2 separate regions of the Mus musculus genome follow, and region 1 is linked to region 2. The links are chromatin contacts, called in public Hi-C maps. All regions are on one chromosome and are shown on one strand. Each heading gives the region's core, a stretch centred on a gene start, on an enhancer-like site or on the middle of the called end of the contact. The rest is flanking DNA. Distances are from core to core; before and after follow the strand shown.

Region 1 (5,798 bases), core at 1,500-3,999, 5.7 Mb after region 2:
AAAACCTTTGCCCTACTTTCTAATCATCTTCATGTGTAACTCAAGAAAATATCTACAAGGTCATATACAACTATAGTCAGTGGGAAGGGTTGGATTGTGCTGCACAACTTTGAAAACTGGAAACGTTACTTTAGTTTATAGAAATTTATAGCTTTTTCAAAATTCAACCCTGGGACAAGAAGTGAGAGTCAGATTTAAAAATAACTACTAATTGCCGTTCACTTCTTGTAAAATTGTTTTACCACTTACATACTTAGGAATTAGGAAAAGTAGGAATTAAATGGATATTAAGATCAACTTATGACTTTTTTGATAGTCATGTTAGAATAACAGTATTGTACAAGATCTCTTTCACAGTAAGTGCCATAGTTCATTAAGCATTTGGCAATGCCTCCACACACTCTCAGGGTCAAGGACAGACCTGCTGAGTCTAGACTCTAAATAGTAAATCAGGTGTACAGCTAATTTTAAATAGACTTTCCTGCATATTTTTTCAAAGTGCATAAGCTGGTATTAAAATAATCTGTAGCTATAATAGACTACATTTTCTTTTCTTTTTTTTTTTTTCTTTAAAGATTTATTTATTATACGTAAGTACACTGTAGCTGTCTTCAGACACTCCAGAAGAGGGCATCAGATCTCATTACGAGTGGTTGTGAGCCACCATGTGGTTGCTGGGATTTGAACTCAGGACCTTGGGAAGAGCAGTCAGCGCTCTTAACCTCTCTCCAGCTCTAGACTACATTTTCTTAATGAAAAAAAAAATACAACTTATATATTTAGATATGTTTCTATGTAGAAGTATAGGAAAATTTAGCTGTTAGCTTTTTATTACCTATGTAAAATGGATAGATTACAAGTTCTCAGCTATATATAGTCATTGCTTCTAAGGGATAAAAAACTAATAACATTTATTGAGAATGTATGCCTATGTGTTATACCTAATATAACTTCTTTAGATTTAACATGATTGACTCCATTTTACCAATGATAAAGATACTGAAATTAATTCCCAAGGTCACTAGAAGGTAAACTGTAGATTCAAGCCAGATGACAGAGTCCGTATTTAATGCTTTTAATTGCTCCATCATACTACTTCTCCTGTCAAAGAAAAAAAATCACTCTCATTCATTTCACAGATGGGAAAAGAAAGCCCATTTAGATGAAAGGGCAAAGTCAACAGCTAGCTAGTGACAAGAGAACATGTGACCCAATCACCACTCCAGTGCTAACCTGGCTGCCAATTCATGAAAGTACCTTACATCAAATACAGGACCATAGGTGCCTTTTTTCCCCTAAAACTGTTATAAATGTGGAAAAGGAAACACAACCAAGTGCAAACAGGAGACATAGAGATCGATGGATCTTTCTTTCTTTCTTTTTTGGTTTTTCCGAGACAGGGTTTCTCTGTATAGCCCTGGCTGTCCTGGAACTCACTCTGTAGACCAGGCTGGCCCTGAACTTAGAAATCCACCTGCCTCTGCCTCCCAAGTGCTGGGATTAAAGGCGTGTGCCACCATGCCCGGCTCTTTTCTTTTTTTTAAAAGACAGGGTCTCACTGTGTAGCCCTGACTGGCCTGGAACTATGTAGACCAGACAGGAACACAAAGACCCACCTAATATTAAAGGTGAATTAGCACCCAGTCCACTTCACTTTTTTTTTTTTTTTAATTTTTTTTTTTTTTTTTTTTGGTGGGTAGCAATTTTGGCTATTTACACATAATCGATCTATGGAGGTTTTTAAAAAAGTAGAAAAAGATTCAATCAATTAAATGCCAGGGGAGGGTAAGAGAAGTAAATTCTACACGCATCCCTTTTTTTTTGTGAGGAAAATTAAAGTGAATTCACGTTACAAACTAAAGTCTGGGAAGTAACTAGTATCAAGTATGATACACAATGAAGTTACATTTGCCCTTACAGATTTGGGATGTCTGGGAAAAGGCTGTTTTCTAACAACACCCCTTTAACCCTTTCACTGCCAGCTTGAAAAGGAATGCAGTTCCTGGAGCCTGACTGGGAATCGACAGAAATGAGATTAGAAATAGTTTCTAAGTGATCAAAAATTTTTTTCCTCATCAAAATTTCTTTGCCTAAGTCGGAGAACCTCCAGTTTCAACCTTCTATACATTCAAACTAAGATTACTGAAGTGGGAGAGCTGAGTTCTCTGGGGGGGAAAAATGGTTTTGACGGAAAAGATCAAGGAGTGGCATTGATCTGTAAGGCTAGTAGTCAATGTCACCGAGAAGGCTGATAGATATCTCTTATGGCGACTAACATGTAGTAGAGCCTCAAAAATGTGACAGGTCTTACTTAGTCCTCCGAACTTAGCGGTGTCAGGGCCAAGACAAACATTAAGGGAGACAAGAGGGGCGTGAGCTCAGGGCTACAGCAGAGACCTGCGCAAACTGCCAGACTAAGTGGAAAAGACTCAGGAAAGTTAGGGGAGAGCCTGACACTGCCGGAGCAGGGCGAGAGAGGGTGTGACAGTTCCTTTACAAGGACACAGGAAATAGGGTCTCGGAACAGTAGCCCCATTTCCACGGGTCCCGGGAAAGGGGTGGGAGGCAGACAGTGAGAGGCAAACGCTGCTCCCCGCCGCCCCAGTTCCTGAAGGCACTCCGAGACTCTCCCGAGCCCTCTCCAGGCTCACCTCTGGAGCGTAGGATCCTGAAGGCAGAGAAGCGACTGAGACTGCCAATCGCCCGGGACGCCACCATCTTGAGCAGAAGAGGACGAAAGCTCTTCTAGTGGGGGGCAATGGAGCCGAGGGCTTTTCTTTTCTGAGCCTGTCCGGCAGGGTGTCCTAAGTGCCGCCTTACTAAAACGCAGACTCTGAGTTGCCACCCGTCCTGTCGCCCTACCTCTTGCTCTCAACTAAGCGAGCCGAAAGGATGATTTCTCTGAAGGTGAGACTAAGGACCTCCGAGGAGAGGGCGGAGTGTCTGACTTTCTGCTCAGGCGTTCAGCGGGCAGCCCGTAAATGCCGCGGTGATGGCGGGCGGGGCGAGAGGGGGTCCTTGCGGAGCGGGAGCCGCCCCTCGGCGTGGGCGGACGTTTGTCAGTCTGGACTTGACCTTGTTGGCAGCGGCAGTTTTCGCGGACTCTAAGGTGCGGCAGCGCGCTTCTCGGTTTTCTTCTGATTTCCCCACAGGCAGGTGCCACTTTGCTCCCGACTCTTCTCGTCGATGCCCGCGGCCGCTTCCCTTTGCTGTGAGGGTCGAAGTCCCAAGAGCGGGACAGGCTGGTCCAGGCCTCCAGTGCGAACCGCCTCAGGGCGGGCGGTGGTCGCGTTCTCGCGTAGCTCGCGGCAGCGGTGTCTTCTGTCTGCATTTGTCACTTCAGGTTTACGAATGGATTGCGTGTGTGTGAAACGCTGGGCTGTGTCAGAGCGGTGTCGTTTCCCCTGTTGTTGACCTGTCTAGGCAGTCTGGCGGCTGTAGAGATTGAGAACGCGTCGTTAAGTGCGGGTCTCGGGGGTGAAAGCAGCCAAGACAGTCCTCCAGTCTGCTTGGTGATCCAGGGTTCACGGACATTTTCTAACCCAGCAAACATCTGGGCAAACCTGCCACCCCTCACTCTTTTTTCTGTGAAGTAGCCGTAGCTAGTGACTGAGACTGCGCCACAGGTGGTAGAATTAGTCTAGAACCTAAGTCTACTTTTAATTGAGAGTTCAGCTCTTCTGGGCGCCAGGGTGTGAGTTGTTTGTTTTGGTGCTGGAAAGATGAGCCCTGAAATAAACTGATTGTTTTCAAAAGAAAGTAAAGTCAGCTTCCGGTGTGTGCACCATTTTGTTTAATACGCACAAACCCCACGTTTCATTTGCACTTTCGGTGACTTGACAGGCTCAGAAAGATTATAATACCTTCTCTGTGGCAAGCCAGGATTCAAACAGAAGTGGCACTTGCTAGTTAATTGATTATTCTGCCACACAGGAAAGAAATGGCTAAAATGATTCTAGAAAGAAAGGAGCGTCCTGTTTTAAAGCTCTAGTCAAACTAAGTCTTCCACCACCAAGAACACTTTAAGCTGGTACTAAATGACCACTTCGGAGTAAATTGCAAAAAAGGAACCCTTTTCCCATACCACGCCTTCCACTACACCTATTTCATATCCTTTTTTTGTAAAGAGCCACACAGAAAATAGTTTGTTTTGTGAGCCCACCCTGTGCTCTGTTACATACTTGTTTTGTGTTGCCTGCAGCTTTTTATCATTTTTCCTAAACTAGAGATGGAACTGACAAAAACGGAACCATTCACACACATACACGTTGCAACTCTTTGAAGGTGTAAAAACCAGAGCTGGTAGAGATCTTGTTCATATGGGCCCTGGCTTCACAGTTAGCCCTTCAAAATTGGGGGGTGGGGGGTGGAGGGAGGGGGAACGACCCCAAAAAACAAGAAATCATGTGAAAGAAAAACACTTTTATTGAGGGTTTTGGGTTATATTTTGCTAATGCTTGATTTAAAGTGCCTTTTTTTTTTTTTTTTTTTTTTTTGGTTTCCTGCATTCTCGGTGAAATTATGAGATCTATCAAGTACAAAGGTTTTTTTGTTGTTGTTTGATAATTAGCACGTTAGTGCAAAGGCTTAGAGGAGAACTAAGTATATTTATATCTTCACCCACTAATAATAGAAAACACATAAATAAACCTTTCTAGATAAAAGGCAACATACCTGTATTTAGGTGTCTATTTAATTATCTCAACAACTCTAAAACTGTGTACATTTTACTAAAGGGCCAGAAACAGAAACGTTAAGCAACTTGCTTCGGGTCCTACAGCTGCAGTGAGGGAGGCTCTGATTTGCACTTGGAGTCTGTTCTTTGATGTTGTAGTAACTGTCAAGTCACCCCATCTTGCTTTTATATTCTTCACCTACCCTTCTTTCTCTTTTGTCTTCCCATGTGCCTCTGTGCTACCTAAGCCTAAACTACCCAAGTATTGACATGTTTTGAATACTTTTCTGTTAAAATTTCTGTATTTCTGAAGCTTTGTAAATGACAACAAAGGCCAGCCTTCCAATACAGTAGTATAGTTTTTTATTTGTTTTGTTTTTGTTTCGGCTTTTTTAGTCTGGGTCTCTGTATTATGTCCCTCTGGCTGTCCTAGAACTGGCTAATTCAGGCTGGTCCCACACTTATAGAGATCTGCCTGCCTCTGCCTCTTAAGTGCTTAGATTAAAGGCGTGTACCATTATGGTATGTGCTGCCTAGTGTGTATCACCTGGTGTACAGTCTTGTAGTAAGCCTTTAGTTTTTGCATTTTTATTTAATATGCATTATGGATGTCAGTATAAACATGCATATCTTGTTTTATTTTCTCCCAAACTCCTGAATATTCAAGATATATTTATGATACAGATCAACTATTTCTACTGATCTGCATTTATGTTAGTCCCAACTATAAATAGTTCTATAATGAGCATTTCAAGTATTCCTATAGAAACCAATTAGAGGAAATTTAAGATTCAGAATTCACAATCTGGAGCCAGGTCTGTAATCCTAGCACGCAGAATGATAGGCCATAGGTTCAAGGCCATCCTGGGTTAAATAGTAAGTACCAGCCTAACCAAGGCTGCCACACTTAAGCCCTGTCTAAAATAAGAAAACCCCGACTGTTTGTAGTTTGATGGGTAGCACAGGCACCTAGAGGACTAAGTAACCCAGGAAGATGATGAGTTTTAGGCCAGCCTAGGGTTCAGAGCCAGACCTTGCCTCCAAGTAACATGTAAATAGAAGTATTTAAAGATTTTTTTGTTAGTGTGGATATTTTAGTTTGATTGATTCTGGGGATCAAACT
Region 2 (5,942 bases), core at 1,749-4,248:
CCTAAGCCTCCTCACTAGTGAAATGAGAACACAGCGCAAGCTCGCGGGGCGCGCGCCGAGCCCGAGTGAGCTATCTGCCAAGGCGCGGAGCTGATGCTGTCCGCGGGAGGGGCCCCCACACCCTGTCCCGGCCCCAAGAGGCGAGCAGCCCGTGGTCACCACCACTAACACCAGCTCCCGCCGCCCTCCCGAGGTCCGCCCCTCAGGCGCCACCCTACATGACTCCCCGGGCCCCGCGTAGGTCACTCTCTCAGCTGGTCTTGGGGCCCGGGAGCCGGGCTCCCCCCGCGGCCTCCTCATCAGCGGGCCACCGAGTCCGCCATCTTCCCAGCAGCCCCCGGATCGCCCCCAGACGCCAATCGCAGTCCAGCGCCAGGGCGGCGGAGACGTGGCTCCCAGCAGGCGCTGCGAGCAGAGGAGCCGCGAGCCCCGCCCTCCGCTTCCGGGAAATGCGCACGTCGCGGGGGCGGGGCCACAGAGCTTGCGCTGAAAGGTGCCGGGAGTGGCGGTCCTCTGTCCAGCCCTGGGGTAGCTTGAGCACTCAGGACCTAGGGCAGGTTCCATTCTCGTAGAACAAGGGCTCCCCACCCTCAAGCAACACACAGACACACTGGGTAGGAAAACGTCACAGTTTCTTTAATCTGCACAAATTCCAGAAAACAACTCTGCCCCTCTCGATTCCCCTTCACCAGTCTCCCAGTCCACCAGTTTCCAATTCAGCCTAGGCAGCTCTTTGAAACTAGAAGTATCTAGATCCTCTGTCAGCACACTAAGATGGGCCCATTGGGGTGCCCTGGCGGCCAAGGCAGCGACAGCAAGTGCCTGATCCAGAAGAGCCCACTGCCAGCGAAGGCTGAGGTCCAGCAGCCCCAGGAGATGGCCTAGAGCTATGAAGATCACACGGAGCGGCCTCCGCTAACACCCGAAGTCCTCTGCGGCGCAAAGCTGGGCTCCAGGGTAGTGGGAAAAGACAGGCAGCGGGTGAAGTGGGCCTGGGCAGACAGCAGCTCCCTTTGCGCCTTGGGGAATGAGGTCCAGAGGGGCTGGCTACACTGCCAAAAGCCCGTGGAGGCACTACGGCCGATACATGGCAAAGGCCAGGAGACTGAGGAGCAGGGTGAAGCCGGCCAGACCCAGGGTAGCGGTCAGGGGAAAGAAGGGCCGGTACTGGATCTGGCAGTACCAGAGCAGGAGCAGCAGCAGAAGCAGCAGGGGCAACAGAAGGCTGCCGATTTCCAGCCCGGAGGGGCCGGGCTCTGACCCCGGTGGGCAGGGAGGATGTGGGGGACCGACTCTCGTGGACACGTGGCAGTGGAGAACGCAGTTGGGGGGCAGGTGGAGACTGCCTAGTGTCTGAGTGTCGTCTCCTAGCAGTTGACCTTGGTAGATGAGCCGAACCTGCTGTTCCTGGCCTGGAAACTGGGTCCTGAGGAGAGAGGGACCTGGGTAAGAGAGCAGGCCTCAGGCAGTCCTGGCCCATTGTTCAGAGGACCAATCCCAATTTTCACCACCCCTACACCTGACCACCCAGATCCTGGCCTCTGGGGGACAGATTAACAGGAATGGTGTATAATGTGAGGAGACAGATTTTTCAAACAGAAAATAAGGGAGAGCTTCATAGGGTGACCCTTCTATAGACACCCACCCCATTTTTAGCATTTTGTTCTTACCCTCTTCCCAGCTTACCTTTTTAAGGAGCCAATGGTGTCCTGAGGCCAGGCCCTGGCTACCTGCTCAGAGTCATTGAGAAATTTCAACCGTAGAAGTAGGGGTTCCTGCGGAGAGTCTGGAGGTGTTGATGCTGTGACCCCTGTGTCAGGCTCTGGCTGTGCAGATGGACCTCTGTGTCTCAGGCTGGGACTCTCAGCCCCTGGGGCCTCCTCTCTGATGCTGTCAGAGGCTGACATGGCTTCACTGGGCTGTGCTGGTGTTGTGGTCCCCGGCGGCTGTGGTTGGGGGTCTGTACTCTCAGTGGTATGTGTTGAGACCCAGGCGAGGGCCAGCACCAGAAGGCAAGCAAGCACCGCAAAAAGGACAGTCACCTCATCGCCTACGCCTTCAATCAAGGCCATGGCACCCGTGCTGCTGCCAGAGGTGCTAAGGAGCTAGAGAGGTGCAAAGAACTGGTGAGGGGCTACTTCCTGGTCAGAAGTCATTCCAACTTCAACTGTCCTAGTTATTGTGTGTGCTTGCGCACCCAGGATGCAGCATCCTGTAGTCCCAAACTTGGCTTTTGGGTAACGTCCCTTCCCATCACCAGATTCCAAGTGCTAGCTTTGCTATCTGAGTTCTAGATCTTCATTCAGCACCCGATTCACCGAAACCTTACGTTCAAGAAAGGGCCTTGCTTTTCTAAGCAACCCTCTCCTTAAATGTAACCTTCATCAAACTTTACCCAGAAGCTTACCTATTCTTTGGTTCACTTCATCCCAAAGTTCACTCCTTCACCTATTTATAGCAAAGCTCATCTGATGCCCTGTCGCTTAAGTTTCTCTGATAAAAGTGTCTCTCTAGCCCCCTGCCCTCCCCCTTACCATTTACCCAAACCCCACCCACAACAAAGACCACTTCCCAAAGCTTCCTAGACAACCCCAAATGTCAAACTCCACCCTTGGCCAATCTGGAGTCTTGGGAGTTGTCTACTCAGCTCGGCACCTTCTCGGGTCCACCCAAAGCCCACCCCGCAGCAGTCTCCCAGCGCCTCCTGGGCTCCAAACCCAGAGGTCTCCAGACCCTTGATCCCTCGGGGAGAACCTAGACCTAGCCCTCCCCACGACTACTCCATCACTCCTCCCATCTGCCCGCCCCCCAGAGCTACTGGAGGGCACCAGCTATCTCGGGGCGGGGCAAGCAGGTCCCAGCTGTGGCCTGGGGCGACCCGGTGGGCGCGGCCACGCACAGCGACTCACCGCCCAGCTCCACCAGCTCCATCTCGGCTCCTCGGGCACTTCCGGGCCGAAGGCACCGAGGTCGCAGACACCTGAGGTCCCTCTCCTTCCCTGCTGCCGCGGCCCGGGAGCATTGTGGGGATTGTAGTTCGCCCTGTTTAGTTCCCGCCCTCCTCCCTGTGAACCCACGTGCCGGGCTGGACCAGATGTTGCCGGTACCCTTGGATCGTCGATGGGCCCACGGGAAGGACCCTGGGGTTTCTGCTTGTCCACAGAGATTTGGTCAGCAGCAAGAAACTCTATCTCCGCTGCCAGCTGCTGGAGCATCTGTCACTCCTGACACCAACGTCATCCTGCAGCATGTCAGAGCACCCGCGTTGGTGATGCAGTGATGAAGGCTCTGGGAAGCGCAGGTGGCCACTACCCAGCCAAGCCTGTGTCATTGTGGACGCCAAAAAGCAGCTTGGTTTTCTAAATTGACTCTGTTGCTGAGAAGGTGTAGGTTGTCTGCCCCACTTGCTAGGGAGAGTGCCTGACGCCAGCTGTCTCCTGGCCTCTGCTGCACTGTGTCCCTATGAGATTGTAAAGATGGCATAGACTTTGGAACTGAGTGTACATCCTGCGGTCTCATGTAGACACTCATCAGCTATATAATCTCTGGTGGGTTATTTAATCTCTGAACAAGTATAATTCTTCTAGGTCAGTTGGAAAGAAGAAACTCGTTTTATTAAATAAGTATGACAGCTCTGTAAAATTTATGTATTTTTTTGTATTTTGCTCGCCTAGTATTAATGCATTGGCTTCACCAAAACGTAAACTGAGAAACTGGCTAAGTATGGTGACATAGCCCTGTAATCCCAGCACTGGGAGTTTGAGGTAGGACAATTAGGAGGTTGAGAACTTTGGTCACCTAGAAAGACCCTGTTTTATTCTCCCACCCCTAAAAAAGTATTTCCACATAAAGGATATAACGATGGATCTGTGACAGCCAATCTCTGTAGATTTTTTCTTATTCCTTTGACTCCAATATCTGCAGAAATCTTGAATCCCAGATTTTACAGACCAGTTTTGACTTGGGAGTTTGCACATGCATGTGTGTCTGTGTGACTTGTCTCTGTTCTCTTATGCTAAGGGTACAGGCAGAGGCTCCCAAGCCTGGTTTCTGACATGAATACTGAGGAGTCAAATGGAGGCCCGTATGCTTGCAGAACAAGTCCCTAATTAGTTTTTTAAAAACAAGGGTTTGTATATCATATTTGTATGGGTGTTTGCCTGAGTATATTTAAGTACACCACACTCAAGCCTTGCGTCTCTGGAGGTCAGAGGAAGTACTAGAGTAATAGGCAGTTTTTTGGAGCCATGTAGGTGTTAGGAACCGAATTAGGGTCCTCTGCAAGAGCAGCAACAGGTGCAGCAAATGTTCTTAACTCCTGAGCCATGTCTCTAGCCCCATCCAGTCCAGTCTTAATTAAAGATAACCTACTCTGCTCTTCTATGGATGGGACCTCTGTTTAACTACTTCAGTTTTCAGATTAAGACCAGATCAAATATTGCCTTGGGCACATTAGTTTGGATTTATAAAGTAAGGAATTAACTTCTGTCTAGTTTCTTCATATTTCTTCATTTATGCTATATTTGAGTATATATGTTTTATATGCTAGGTATTGTGCAAGATACTGGGCATATAATGCTTTCTCTCCTTGCCCTCACTGATACATACTAATAGAGGAACAGATATGCAGATAGACAATCAATGAATGTTAAGGTAGGCATGTGCTGGTGGCTGGGGCAGCACTTTGGAGTGTTTCCCTCCCTCTCAAGTTCTGGGGAACTTCTTGCTGCCAATTCTAAGAATCTAACAGAGATGCTATAGGTTTGTTGGTTTGTATTTTTATTTTTCAAGACAGGGTTTCTATATGTAGCCCTGACCTGGAACTCTTGATGTAGAGCAGGCTGGCCTTGAACTCACAGAGATCTTCTGCCTCTGCTTCCTGAGTGCTGGGATTGAAACCATGCACCTCCACCACCTGGCCAGAGTATTAATATTAGTTTTAGAATTGTAAAGTAGAACTATACTTTTTTTTTTATGAGAAAAGCTATATTTTTGTTGAACTACTTCAGTTTTCAGATTAAGACCAGAAATTTTACAAGACATTCCTAACATCATACAGATAGAAGCTCGCATCACTCAATAGTTGGGAGTTGATTGGTTTGTGCCTGATCCTTTGGAAACTAAGAGAAATATGGGAAGGTGTGTAAAAAGTAAAATACTAGGAAATTTTATTTTGGGGAAAAGTCCAAGTTGCCCTTTGAAGTGGAAATGAGTGTAAAAAAAGATGACATGTGGGCTGGAAAGATGGCTCATCGGTTAAGAGCAGTGGCTGTTCTTTCAGAGGACTTAGGCTCACTTCTCATTATACCACACGGCAACTCAAGAGTCTCTATAACTCCGGTCCCAGAGGATACTGACCTTCACAGGCAGCAGGTACTTGTCTGTACATAATACATATATGTACACACACAGGGGATACACCATACACATATAGAGCTATGTGTAGAGCATTTGCCCAGGAGGGTTAGTAAGGCTCAGCAGAGAGGTCTGCAGGACATGTATCAATGGTGAACTGACCCCTTAAGGTCATATTGATTACTATGTTGATTAAGTTAATTAAAAGTTTTAAGTTTTTATTAATGGTCAGACCAAGAGTTGCTTTTCATCTCTGAAGTCTGTTGGTGTCCAAGCTCAGGGGTACAGAGTTAAAAGGCAAAATGCACAAAGACCATAATCTACATCAAAGTTAGATGAGGGTTATACAAACCTTGAAACATTTATGCCTGACATAGCATAATTATTTCAGACATAATAAGACTTTTTTTTTTCTTGTGACAGGGTTTTTCTGTGTAGCCCTAGCAGGTCTTCAACTCATGGATCTGCTGCCCCTGCCTCTGCTGGGATTAAAGGTGTGCACCTCACCACTGCCTAGTGTTGCTTTTCATTTTTGAGACAGAGTTGGTGATCTAGATTCTGCCTTCCTAACGCCAGGACTTTAGTCA

The links. Hi-C and Micro-C count contacts between places; a contact is called where the count stands out from the background.
Region 1: a Hi-C map of B cells shows a contact between it and region 2, with 5 read pairs. The contact joins the promoter of Hadha here to the promoter of Tmub1 in region 2. A contact is called at or near these places in 1 of 39 promoter capture datasets (cranial neural crest) and 1 of 484 Hi-C or Micro-C datasets (B cells).

Annotation. Positions count from the first base shown.
Region 1 is chr5:30,152,231-30,158,028 of GRCm38.p6, forward strand. Hadha (hydroxyacyl-CoA dehydrogenase trifunctional multienzyme complex subunit alpha) reads right to left here and starts at 2,750. Exons shown (of 20, transcript NM_178878.3): 1 at 2,652-2,750. The coding sequence starts at 2,718. It overlaps Hadhb (hydroxyacyl-CoA dehydrogenase trifunctional multienzyme complex subunit beta), which reads left to right and starts at 3,023. Exons shown (of 16, transcript NM_145558.2): 1 at 3,023-3,109.
Region 2 is chr5:24,444,848-24,450,789 of GRCm38.p6, forward strand. It overlaps Tmub1 (transmembrane and ubiquitin-like domain containing 1), which reads right to left and starts at 2,999. Exons shown (of 3, transcript NM_022418.3): 1 at 2,910-2,999; 2 at 1,687-2,105; 3 at 616-1,426. The coding sequence starts at 2,072. The coding sequence ends at 1,075. It overlaps Fastk (Fas-activated serine/threonine kinase), which reads right to left and starts at 388. Exons shown (of 10, transcript NM_023229.2): 1 at 219-388. The coding sequence starts at 300.